2 separate regions of the Zea mays genome follow, and region 2 is linked to region 1. A link is a contact called in public Hi-C data. All regions are on one chromosome and are shown on one strand. Each heading gives the region's core, a stretch centred on a gene start, on an enhancer-like site or on the middle of the called end of the contact. The rest is flanking DNA. Distances are from core to core; before and after follow the strand shown.

The links. Hi-C and Micro-C count contacts between places; a contact is called where the count stands out from the background.
Region 2: a Hi-C map of ear shows a contact between it and region 1, with 2.1 times the contacts expected there. The contact joins the promoter of LOC100217290 here to the enhancer-like site in region 1. A contact is called at or near these places in 2 of 25 Hi-C or Micro-C datasets (ear and endosperm).

The regions. Positions count from the first base shown.
Region 1 is chr4:147,123,401-147,129,380 of Zm-B73-REFERENCE-NAM-5.0, reverse strand. No RefSeq gene overlaps it. Among protein-coding and RNA genes, the nearest start is that of LOC100281666, 81 kb to the right of the region's middle. Within about 2 kb of position 3,845, at least 17 of the 20 cell types and tissues checked have an H3K27ac peak or open chromatin away from gene starts, as enhancers often do. A contact at or near this core is called in ear and endosperm, where this site is marked.
Region 2 is chr4:147,390,437-147,396,601 of Zm-B73-REFERENCE-NAM-5.0, reverse strand. It overlaps LOC100217290, which reads left to right and starts at 1,865. Exons shown (of 7, transcript NM_001143640.1): 1 at 1,865-2,222; 2 at 3,181-3,358; 3 at 3,461-3,516; 4 at 4,320-4,417; 5 at 4,583-4,679; 6 at 4,760-4,845; 7 at 4,939-5,319. The coding sequence starts at 2,040. The coding sequence ends at 4,361. LOC100283524 (pleckstrin homology domain containing, family A) reads right to left here. Exons shown (of 8, transcript NM_001365195.1): 7 at 6,109-6,165; 8 at 5,577-6,013. The coding sequence ends at 5,978.

The DNA.
Region 1 (5,980 bases), core at 2,596-5,095:
CAACTGACAGTGGCTGGTTTCTATGCAGCCAATTCATGCCTAGGATGACATCTAACCCTTGAGTACCCATTAGTACTAGGTTAGCGGGGAAGTCTATCCCCTTATTTCAATCCTTAGATTCAGACACATCTTATCAGACCGAACCTTTCCCCAACTGAATTAACTCTTAAAGGTGGAGTCATTGGTTCTACGGGGATGTTATGTGCTTCTACCCATGATGTAGAAACAAAAAAATGCGTGGCACCAGTATCAAATAATACTTTTGCTCGATAGGATTCAACTGGAAACATACCTACTGCCATGTCATGTGCATCCTAGATTGCTTCGGCCTCCACGTGGTTCACCTTTCCACGGTTGTAGGCCTGGCCACAGCCTCCTGGTGCTTGCTGCGGTGCTCCTTGTCTTGCTGAAGTGTTGAAAGCTGGCGACTGTTGAGTTGTCTTCTTTGGGCAATGATTCACCCAATAGCCTTTTTCCCCATAATGGAAACATGCACAACCTCCTCCTTGCGCTGGAGCTGTTTGGTTGTTATGGTTGGTTGCTGGGGCAGGATGGCGAGATGCCTGGTTGTTCTGACGCTGGTACCGATTTCCTCCTTGCTGGTTGCTCTTACGGTACTGCTGGTACTGCTGTTGAGGGAACTGCCTCTGATATTGCTGCTGGTGCTAACACTGATGTTGATGCTGGTGACTTTGCTTGAACTGTTGAGGTGGGTTGCCTGCGTAGCGGGGACGACTGCTACTCCTAGTCTGAGATCCACCAATCTTGCGTTTTCGGTCCTTCATCTCCCGACGCTTCCTTTCAGTCATTATTGCTCTGTCGATCAAATGCTGGAAGGTTTGGAAAGTGTGGTTCGTCAGCTGGTAGTGAAGGGGGTCAACCAAACCTCTCAGAAACGGTACTGCCTCTTAGCATCTGTGTTAACATCTTCGGGTGCATAGCGTGACAGCTGCAGGAACTTGTCCATGTACTCGCTGATAGACAGGGGGCCTTGCTTCAATGCTAGAAATTCCTCCTTCCTTACTATCATCAGTCCTTCAGGCACATGGTAACGATAGAAGTTGTCCCTGAACTCCTCACAGGTGATGGCTTTAGGGTCAGCATGGGTGGCGAGGTAAGAATCCCACTAGGACTGTGCTGCTCCCCTTAGCAGGCGGGGTCCATATAGAACCTTCTCATGATCGTTGCACTGAGCAGTGTGCAACTCACGCTCCACGGTACGCAGCAAATCTTTGGCGTCCATGCGGACAGCAGAATGGGCACAGACAGGGGGATGGCTCCTCATGAATTCCGCTCTCTTGTCTCTAGGCATTGGTGGCATCTGAACTTGCTTCTGGGGTTGAGGTGGGGGTTGCTACTGCTGCACCTGCTGCATTGCTGCTAAAGTTTGGCCAATCGCTTGGACTGCTTGAGTTTGCATCAGGAACATCTGCTCAATGGTCATCGGGGGTAGCGGTGGCAACTGCTGCTGAGCTGCCTCCTCCTGGGGTGCCTGCTGCTCCTGCAGTCTTTTAGCACAAGAAAATATATACGGAAATCTTCATAATACTGAACAATTGATCATTTTCACTGACTCTCAACACAGCCAACACAACTTCTCAGATAAAGAGAAAGTGGAAATAAATTGGTTGCTCAACTAAATAACTGACTTTATTAATAACTACACCAAGTTGCAGGGGATGCCCACACCTTAGTGACAATCATTACAAAGATCCAGCTTCATTACAAGTTCATCACGACAAGCATCAAAACATATGACCAGCAAACTAACCCTAACTAAGACTGAATAAGACTAAGGCACTGAATTAAGCATTATTACAAACTCTGACTATGTCGATCTATGGCTCCAAATCTATTTGGGTCCTGCAATCAGGGGTGCCATACTCAAAGCGACCACGGGGCGACGAGCGGTAAGGGTGTTGAATCCCGACACGAGCGGGAGAACCACCATCCTGATAGTGGCGCGCTGCGCGCTCAGCATGCAATTCCGCGACCTCCGCTCGAACCTTGCCCAACTCGTCAAGGGTGTGGTCCAGCTCAGTGTTGAGCACAACGACTAGGTTGACCATGTTGTTCAGCCTAGGATTGCCCTCACCAACGGGCGAGACATCACACCTCGAGCACTGTCGGTTGAACGGCGAGGGTAGTACATCAGGTCGAGGCTGTCAGCTACCCTGCTGAACAACAAGCAGTACTGCGAAAGCGCACGCCGTGTAGCATTTTGCATGGCTGCCTCGGCAATATCCCTCTTAGTGATAGAATAGTGCTCTGAGAAGGCCTCTGCACTCCGAAGATCATCGTCTGTGTAAGACCTAAAATTTGGTAGAAAAAATAATAAAATGAATAAATAATAATATTTATGATAGTGTTTCTAGAAGTTTTTTTTGGGAAATTATTAGGACCTTCACTCTTCATAATCAATTAAGAGTACTAAATTAGTTAAGTGACCAATAAATAGATAAAGCAAGATTGATATCTTGTTGATTTTGTGGTGAGGCATTTTATGGAAAACATAAACTTGACCTCCAATGTTAAATAAAAAACATGAAATAGAAAATGAGAAAGGAAATGTTTACGAAACCGTTCATCCCTCCCATAAATAAATAACAAGGGAAGAAGAATAAAATTTGTAAACAGTAGAATTTATATTTCCATTAGAACATTTGGAAACCTAAAAATTTAAACAGGAGCTTAAAATTTAAGTTTGAATACACGAGTTTGGAATTTGAAAAGAGAATAAAAAGGAAGAAAAGAAAAAGATAAAACCCATAACCGCTCTGGGCCAATCTCCTACCGGCCCACTTCATCCACGTCGCATAGGCCAACTACTCACTCGCTCCCGCTCACTGACATGTTGGGCCCGCACCGTCAGCCACGTCCTTCCCCGTCGCGCGCCAGCTTTGCTTCACTAAACGCTGCCTGCTGGGGCCAACTGCGCAGGAGCATCACCTACCTCTCCTCAACGGACTCACGGATGTCTCGGGTTGTTGCGACAACGCGCGCCGGCCACCCCCTGTGCTGGGCTCCGTCCTGGTGTATTTAACTGAGCCTCCCCCGTGCTCCCTGGTGGGTGGGCCCGGTTGCACAGGACTACCTTCTCCGCGTGGTTCGGCAGGCCGTTGTAATGGACCGCCGAAGACCTCCACCCCCACCTCGGCGAGTTCTTGGCCGGAGGATAAATACTGAGGCCATCGCCCCTATTCCTCCAAATCTGCAACCTCGCCAGCTATCAGAACGCCATTGCCTGGGGGATTGGAGCTTGTACAGAATCCGCTGTGAGTTGTTTTCCCGTTTACGCTAGTGCCAGAACTTCAATTGTGGTCGGGGGCTTCGTCGGGACATATAGATTGCGTGCGTGGTGCCGTTGTGGTCTAAAATCGACTGGAATCGTCGAGATTTCTCGCCGGTGTTGGCAGACAACGCCGACCCACCAGGCGTCGTGGCCAGCCTCCCCGAGGTCTCCCCCGCTGGTGAGAAACCCTTTTAGCCTTTTGATTTTACCTCTGCGTCGTGTAGAGACGGTAGAAATGGGGACTGGGGGCGGGATCACATGGACCTTATGCGCTAGTAATGGCGCCACCGCGGTGGCTGTGCCTGCGCCGGTCGGCCTATGCTCGGGAGGATGAAGAAAGGGTTGGAGCGTCGATCTGGAAACGGACGACTGTGGTGGGATGTTGAGGAGAGCTCACCATAGCCGTTGATTGGGCTAGGAACGACTGTGATTTGACAAGTGGGTACCCGTTTGGGGTATTAAATTTGCGACGTGAATCGACTATCGGACGGTGTGGAACATAGATGGGTTCGTGACCGTCGACCCGTAATCCTGTGGCCCACGTTTGCGTACTGGTTCGCGCGTGGATGAATCTAATATGCGCCATCGATATTGCATCCAACGGTGCAGATCCACCCATACCCCTTCGGTCGTTGTCTTTTGCTAAAGGGCCCCTGTCATTGTAGGTAATAAACCTGCGGTCCATGCAAGTTCAAAGACCTTAATAGATCAGTCCTGGAATTTACAGAGCGCATCCCGAGCTTTTAGAGATTAGTACCCGCAGTCCATAAATCTCAGAAATTTCTAAAAAGGGTATAGAAAATACTTTTAACATATAAATAATTCCTTAAAAACTTGGGAAATTTGTATCTCCTTTGTTTTAACTCCGATTTGATCCATTCCAGTTGCGTTAGCTTCATAAAAATATTTTCTACGCCGTAGCAACATCATATGTACCATACTCTATATATTTATAATTAGATAAATGTTCAATCTATACTCAGTAGATTAACTCTAATAATCTAGGTTAATCTCTCTATAATTATGATCTGATTAAAAGGAAATCCCTAATCAAGTTATAATTTAGATTAAAGTTGAGTTAGTTATTTATAGCATATTTGCTCATATGTTGTATAATAAAAAATTTATGATATTGGATAAATACTTAATCACATAAACCATATCCTTATAACCATAACCCCGATTTTAGTGCTTCTCGAACCCACGATCTCGTTACAACGTGTAGATTATTATTATGCAGTTTGTTCTTATGTTTGGTATGATGTTAATTTTACCTATACCATGTTTGTTTGTATTGCTACGATTAGTAGTGAGGTCCTGAGAATATAAAGATCATCCTGGTACCTGGGAATCTTGAGTCTCAGGCAAGTTGTCCCCTTGATCACTCCTTATTACCTAATAATGTTCGCTATTAATCGTTGTGACATGCTCAGGTTAATTTGATGGGACCTAATAGGTTTCCCTAGCATTGTTTATTCCCCACCTTGCAAACAGATGAATTATTGGGTAGATTTGCTATTGCTCTACCTGGTTTTGGGACTAATGTTTCATTATGACCATGTTCCAATTATGTTGTTGTTTAATTATTGTTCACGATAAGATCATATTGTTAATTGGAACATGGAGAACCACTCGGGAAAACAATGCTACCACAAGGGTGGTATGGGACGCCCTTGGCTGACTAATTAGCAAAGCTAGTGGATGACTACCTTACCCGAAAGGGACAAGGCCGTAGGGGAGTGGTCAGTGTAGGGAGGTCCTTGGGTTGATTTTGCTGCGATGGTTGTCAGGCGAGGGATCCCTGCATCAGAGCTTCCTAGAAAATGTAGTGGGTTTTCTGAAGCTAGTGGAACTTTGTAAAGGCCTCGTAGTGTTACCCTGCCTCACCTCCTTGGTAGAGGTGTATGAGATTCATGACCCCTTGGAAGATGGGTAACATGACTTGTGGGTAAAGATGCACAACCTCTACAGAGTGTAAAACTGGTATATCAGTCGTGCTCACGGTCATGAGCGGCTCAGACCCTCACATGAGTAATTTATGGAACTAAACTTAATTTGTCATATGCATTGCATTGTGGGTGTTGTAATCAATTTTGATCTACTACTTATTTGGGTTGGTATCTACTTATACTTAGTAATTGCTAATAAAATTTTGACCAACTTTAAAAGCAATGCTCAGCTTTAACCATCCTCTTTGGTAAGCCTTACACTTAACATGAGCTCCCACCTTTGGTGAGTTCATGCACATTATTCCTCACAACTTGTTGAGCGATGAACGTATGTGAGCTCACCCATGCTGTCTCGCACCCCCACAGGTCAAGAACAAGTACCACAAGATGAGGCGCATGGAGGATGTTGTGATGAGTTCGTGAGATGTCTAGGTCGTTGTCTCCCTGTCAACTTTGGGTTGCTGGATCGTTGTCTCCATATGATGTAATTAATTATTTATTGTGTACAGAACTCTTATTATATAGTAAAGATGTGACATTGGTTTCTGTATCATGAATCATCATATGTGTGAGACTTGGTCCCAGTACACTTGGTGATTATGCTCGCGCCCGGGTCTTGGTGCCCCCGAAACCCGGGTGTGACAGTCCAGACGGCGCACCAAGCAAGTAGCCTCCCACTGGTCCGGGTATAACCCGCGATGATGTTGGTAGACTACACAACGATACTCAATAGGCCAAG
Region 2 (6,165 bases), core at 616-3,115, 270 kb before region 1:
ATCGGCTGCCGATCGACGAAAGTGTGTGACGGATGGGCATGGACGATTATTTGTTGTTGTGGCAGCAAGCTACATTGTTCGCTTCTTGTGAATATAATCCAGGAAGTTCCTTCTCCGCCGTGTGTCCATGCATGCCCGTGCGTGCGTGCAGCTAGCCGGATAGATGCGCGCGCGTGACCCAGCCGGCGGGGCCCGGTCGACGTCGAGCTACTAGCTATAGGTGTGTGCGTGTCACCGATGCCGATATGCCATCAGCCAGGGCCATGAAGCAACGACATGCGTGTACGATTGCTGTTCGTGGCAGCCGATCGAGGAGACGACGGCGGCGGCGCGCGCGAGGAGCTAGCTAGCGATGAAGGTGGTGGCAGCACAGCACACGTATTCTTTGTGTCGCAATCCATTAGGACAGAGCTGTTACTATGCCGAGGTCACATCACTTGTTCGGATGCAAATGCAAGTAGAGACGATGCACGAGGACGAGAAGCTAGCAGCAGCGCGCGGGAACTAAAATATTTTGCGAGCTACTAGAATCCGAGCCGGCTTTATGGGCGACAAATTAAAACAGTAGGCCGTCGTCGTCTTTGCGGCTAGGGCAACACGGATTCGCGCTAGCTAGCTAGCTAATTTTGCGTCTAGCTACGTGCCAATAGACAGGATCATATCCAGGTGGATCCATCGACCCATGCATGCATCGATCAGCGCTCTTCAATTTGTAAACCAAATCTATGTACGTAGGGGTGTTTTATTAATTATATATTGATATCGATCCCCCCGCGCGCAGGAGGAAACAACGTTGGTGTATACTCAAGTGCCTGCCAATTAATAATGTCTGGATTAAATGTTTGTCTCCATTATATAGTTATATATATATTTCCGAATTGAACGAAGTGGACGTTATACTTATTTATTTTTGTCCATCCCAGCAAGTGCATGTATCTTGGAAACAAAAGCTGCATGCATTGGTTTTTAGACAGGCAAGTATACTTCACTGTGACCAAGTTGCTGGATCAATACACACGTTATATATGACAACAGACAACTTGAGAAATATGTAGTGCCAATCATATGTGCACATATATATACATGGACCATCACTGTGGGGGATTGTATTCACGGGACGAAGGATCTTCTGCGGTGCCCCCGCCAGCGCCACTGTGGACGGCCGGCGTCTGGGAATTATTGCTGTCTTCCCGCAACTTGGTCCTATAGCGAAGCAATAATGTAATCTTTTGTTCGTCCAGATACATAGCATATGCTACCTGCAAGTGGTCAACTAAGCTATGAACCTATGATCGAGCAGTTTTCTTGTGACATCGTACAACTACTTCCTCTATATATGTTTTTTTTGGTGGGGGAGGGGGTCCATTGCGAATGAGCTAGCTAATGCATATACACATAAGATTTGGATCGGTGATCAGACATCGCAATTGCAGCTGTAACGACATTTACCGTGCTGCATGCGGTCATCTCGACATTTACACGATCTGTTAGCCTTACAGCTTGCAACGACTGCGTGCGCGCCATGGTTGACGAGTTGCGAATGAATGCACAGTGCACATAATAAGATCCTTTGTCTAGGAAAAAAAACCTTTCGCCTGGATTTGCACGGATCTTGCGTCCAGAAACGGCCTGCGACACTGCGCGGTTTCTCACAGGCCCAACGGGTGCGCAACTCACTTCTGCTTCGGCCCACGGACACGACGAATGGGCCAGCCCAGATGCCCGGTCCCCGCATCCCGCGAATCTCGGCCTTCTTCTTTCCCACGCACGACGCGCCAGACGCTTCCAGAGCTTTCCACACCATTCGCTCACGACCACGAGGCACGATCACACAGCACAAGCCTCACCCGGCGGAACACCTCTTCCGAGTTCCAACTCCCAACCGCAGCCTCAGCCTCAGCCTCACACGGTCGAAGCAGAACCCGTGAACACCTCAAACCTCACGGCTCACGCCACCGTCCTCCAGCCCCGTTCTCCGGCGATCCTGTCATTCCAGACGCGTCTCCGCCCCTCTCGGTCCACCACCCCGACGCCGCCACATGTCGACGCAGTCCATTTCGCCGGCCTCTGCGTCCGCGCAGTTCACCTACCCGGCGGCAGCGGCCCCGTCTTACTTCCCCGTGCCCTTCCACCTCCAGAACGCGCAATACACCGCATGGACCGCAGCCGCGCCGGCGGTGCCTGTGTACAACGCCATCTATCCCATGCCCCAAGTCCAGCAGGTATGCGCGAGCTGCACCTTACGATTAGAGTTTCGAGAGCTATGTTTTTGGTAATTCATTTGAGTGGCGAACGAAGTAAGGGTGATCCGTGATCGTGGATTAAACGATGGCCTAGCTATGGGGATGTCTCCACGGGTTGGGGAGAGGACAGCACCCTCTGCAGTTTTGTGTCCTTTTGATGTGGCCATTCTAAGTGAGGGCACGACTAATATACCGTACCAGGTGCAAGCACACAATCAGACATTTTGATCCGTTAGATCTAGATCCAACGGTATGTAGCACTTATACCCTTCCACCACCGCCTGGTATAGCTTTATAAAAAACCTAACAAACCACAATTGTAATACTCCTATCTTCTATCTTTTCCTCTTGGTTAGACACCTAGTACATAATAAGTACATGATAAAATCGTGTGATTAGTGATGGTCATGCCACTAAATATATTGACACTTTAGTTATATTATTATCCTACTTTTGATAGCGATTGATTCTGACAAAGATCCATCCCAATTCAGACATCTCATCTAGATGCAAAATGTTCGGTGGAAACTGAACAACTGATCCTAATTCAGATCCATGATGCCTTTACAAAACTATTTCTGCAAGATAACTTAGGTATGCAACAAGCAACCTGTGGGGTTAGTGCTAATTCTTTTCAAGAACCATTCACATCACATCTGAATGAAATGAGGGCTGCAGTATTGGTTTTACATACTGTCTCCACTCCAAGAGAAATAGCTATTGTCATGTGATATATTTTCCCTGCTGACACTTGACAAGTTAAAAGTGCAAGTTTTGATTCAATATAAGTGAATTATACCATTGCTTCATAAGATCTTACATGTTCTAAGTATCATTTTTTTATTCCTTTGTTTATGTTTATGCTGCAAGTATATTTGAAATATGGTTTATGCTGAAAATATTTAGTGACTTTATCTTCTATTGTTTCGTCTTCCAGGCCCAACAGTTGTTCCAAAAGGACTCGAAGATAATTACTCCTGAAGCTCTAGCTACTGTTAAGGCTGCTATTGCAAATAGTGAGAAAGACAAGAAGGTTGATGCAACAAAAAAGGCAGTGCCTCGAAAGGCAGCTGGGCAAAGTTGGGAGGACCCTACCTTGGCTGATTGGCCTGAAAGTAAGATATCTAATTCTCTATTATCTTTTTTCACAATGTTTTGCAAATGCTCCAATTCTGTGGGTATGGAGTCCTTAACATGGCAACGTTGTGGTATTTTAGCTCTTATTGCTCGTTGCCTTGCAGACAACAACCATGAGAAAATGTCAGTCTTACAGGCAAGGTCTAATGCTCTATCTATTATGCTTTGATCTGAAACAAATTGCTCTTTTTTCCCTTTCTCTAAAGGTGCTCAAGGATGTGATGAGCCCAACAGATTGCCACACGTGATTTAGGTGGGCTTGCAGATGATTACTGAACGTTTTCAAAGTACCTAATTCCTGTTTACCTGATTTGTCACATGTAGTTGAATATTGTTTCATGTACCTTTATTAATCTTGGGCATGCTTATGCTGTTGTATGAAATGCTATATTCTTCTTGTGATGTTTGATGCAAACGTATGTGTAGGGTTTGAATTTCTTTGTGCATTACAGGCACACACCCCAACTGCTATGTTCCCTCCATTACTTAGTTCGCCATAAGAATGGCGGCATACTTGTTCTGTCAATTGTTGGTTTGTTGGCTGTAGGAACGTTGTCTTGGCTGCTTTCTTCATTGCTCCTCCCCTCTTCAATGGTTGATTTAAGTTTGAATGATGTCCATCCACCTACCAATATTTATGTAATGTCCACAATTTCTAAGATGTGCCATATATGTCTTTTTCATAAAAAATCACTATTGTTAATTTTGCACCGTTTTGGTCAATGAATTTCTTTAAGTATTTAATAGTTATTCTATAATTGTTTTGCTAGCACTTACCTGCTCGGTGGCCACAACTTCAAGTTTTGAGTTGCACTACTAATTCATTTGTGCATTGATAATGTGATTCTACCTTGTAGTCTTCCTGATGACAATTCAGTTAGTTTCTTTAAGGATACTTCAAGTACCCTCATTCACAATTGCTTGATCTCTCGCCTACAGATGATTTCCGTTTGTTCTGCGGTGATCTTGGAAATGAAGTGAATGATGATGTTCTTGCAAAGGCATTCTCAAAATATCCATCCTTCAATATGGCCAGGGTGAGTTTGACATTTTCAAAATGCCAAGGGTAATTGACTTTTAGTGGAGACCAAACCCAAGCCTTGGCTCCACCCATGGCTACATTGTTCTTATTTTCTACTCTTCCTAACAGTTGTAATCTTCTTCTTTTTTCATTAAGCCAATGTTGATGTCTTCTGTACTAGGTTATACGGGACAAGTGGACTGGTAAAACTAAAGGATATGGTTTTGTTAGTTTTGCTGATGCGTCTGATCTTACTTCTGCCTTGAAAGATATGAATGGTATGAATGAATACTCGCCCCTTTGATGCATCCTTTGGCTACCAGTGGTACTGCAACTTACAGAACTACGAATCATGCAGGTAAATATGTAGGAAATCGGCCAATCAAATTACGGAAGAGCACATGGAAGAACAGGATAGACTTAGAAGCTTTGGAGAAGGGAAAGGTTAGTTCTTATGGTCATATCATGCATTCATGCGTTCCTTTTATACATATGAGTGCTCAGCTTGCTCATGTGCATTTTGCTAATTTTCTGCAGACCCAACCACAGAAGAAAATCAAACTGCAGAAAAGAAGTGTTCTTCACAAATGAATCTGAAAAATTCTGCTCGTTCATCGTCTGTCAGTATCGTTTGGGAAAGCTGTCTGAAGCATTAACAGTTTTACTTAACGTCAGATGTGTAGGACTGATGGTCACCAAGTTCCCGGTGACACTGTATACAATCGCAGACGCGATGCTATGTTGGTGATTGAACAGGTGTAGCCGAATAGTTGGATCCAATAACTTCACCTGTAGTGTAATGGTCCAATTTTATCATGGGAACTGTAGTTCTAAATACTCCAGTGACCAGTGCTATTGTGGTGAATTATTCTGTGATCTTTATTCATAAATATTCGTGGGTGTTGGCCTGTTTGAATCATAATGCTAATGGTAGCTAGCTAAGTGACAAGTGCTCGTATTCTGTGATTTTGTTCAGAAATTATGTATAATATATACCCCCTCCGTGGTTGCTCCAGGATTCACTAGTGATACTAATAGCTAATTGTTATTGGGCTATTTGGTGAACATGTCACTGGGAGGTTGGAATCAGTTAATGCATGTTACTTGCTAATAGTCAGCAGTCTCCCTGCTAAATTTGGTCTCTAAATACATATTGGCACCAATTAAATGATTATGTCATCTAGATGTTCTCGCTCAACTGTGTTGGAAGTGGGCAGCTGGCTGAGCCACAAAGTCAATATGGGTAGCCTACAAGTGACACGATGGTCCTGCTGCAATGGAACACCGAATTATGATTTCCTGCGGCATACTGGGTAGCATACAAGAGAATTACAGCACCAGAGTTCCACATAACCATAGGATTTGCTGTAACACAGGATCGAGAGTTCGGTAACTAAATTTGTTGAGTGGTGTCAATTCTCTGCGTAAGTAGCCATGGTCAATCATGCTGACAAATTATTACCATCTCCTAAAGTTTTTCAAGGGGGAGATGGCTACGGGAAACAGGTATACCCTCGGCAACACTTTGAGTTTCGTAAGACATGCTTATTTTGTTGTAATCAGCATGGAGATTGATCTATGAAGCCTTCAGATCATCAAGACCGACGCTCGCCTGCAAGAATTGGGAGAGACCATACCAGAAAGTTGTTGTTTAACAAGATACCCAAGTTGCAAAACAACTGAAGCTTAAATTGGGAGAGACCATACCAGAAAGTTGTGGTTTTCTTTGAGGAAAGGAGAGAAGGTCGTGCAAAATTTCTCAAT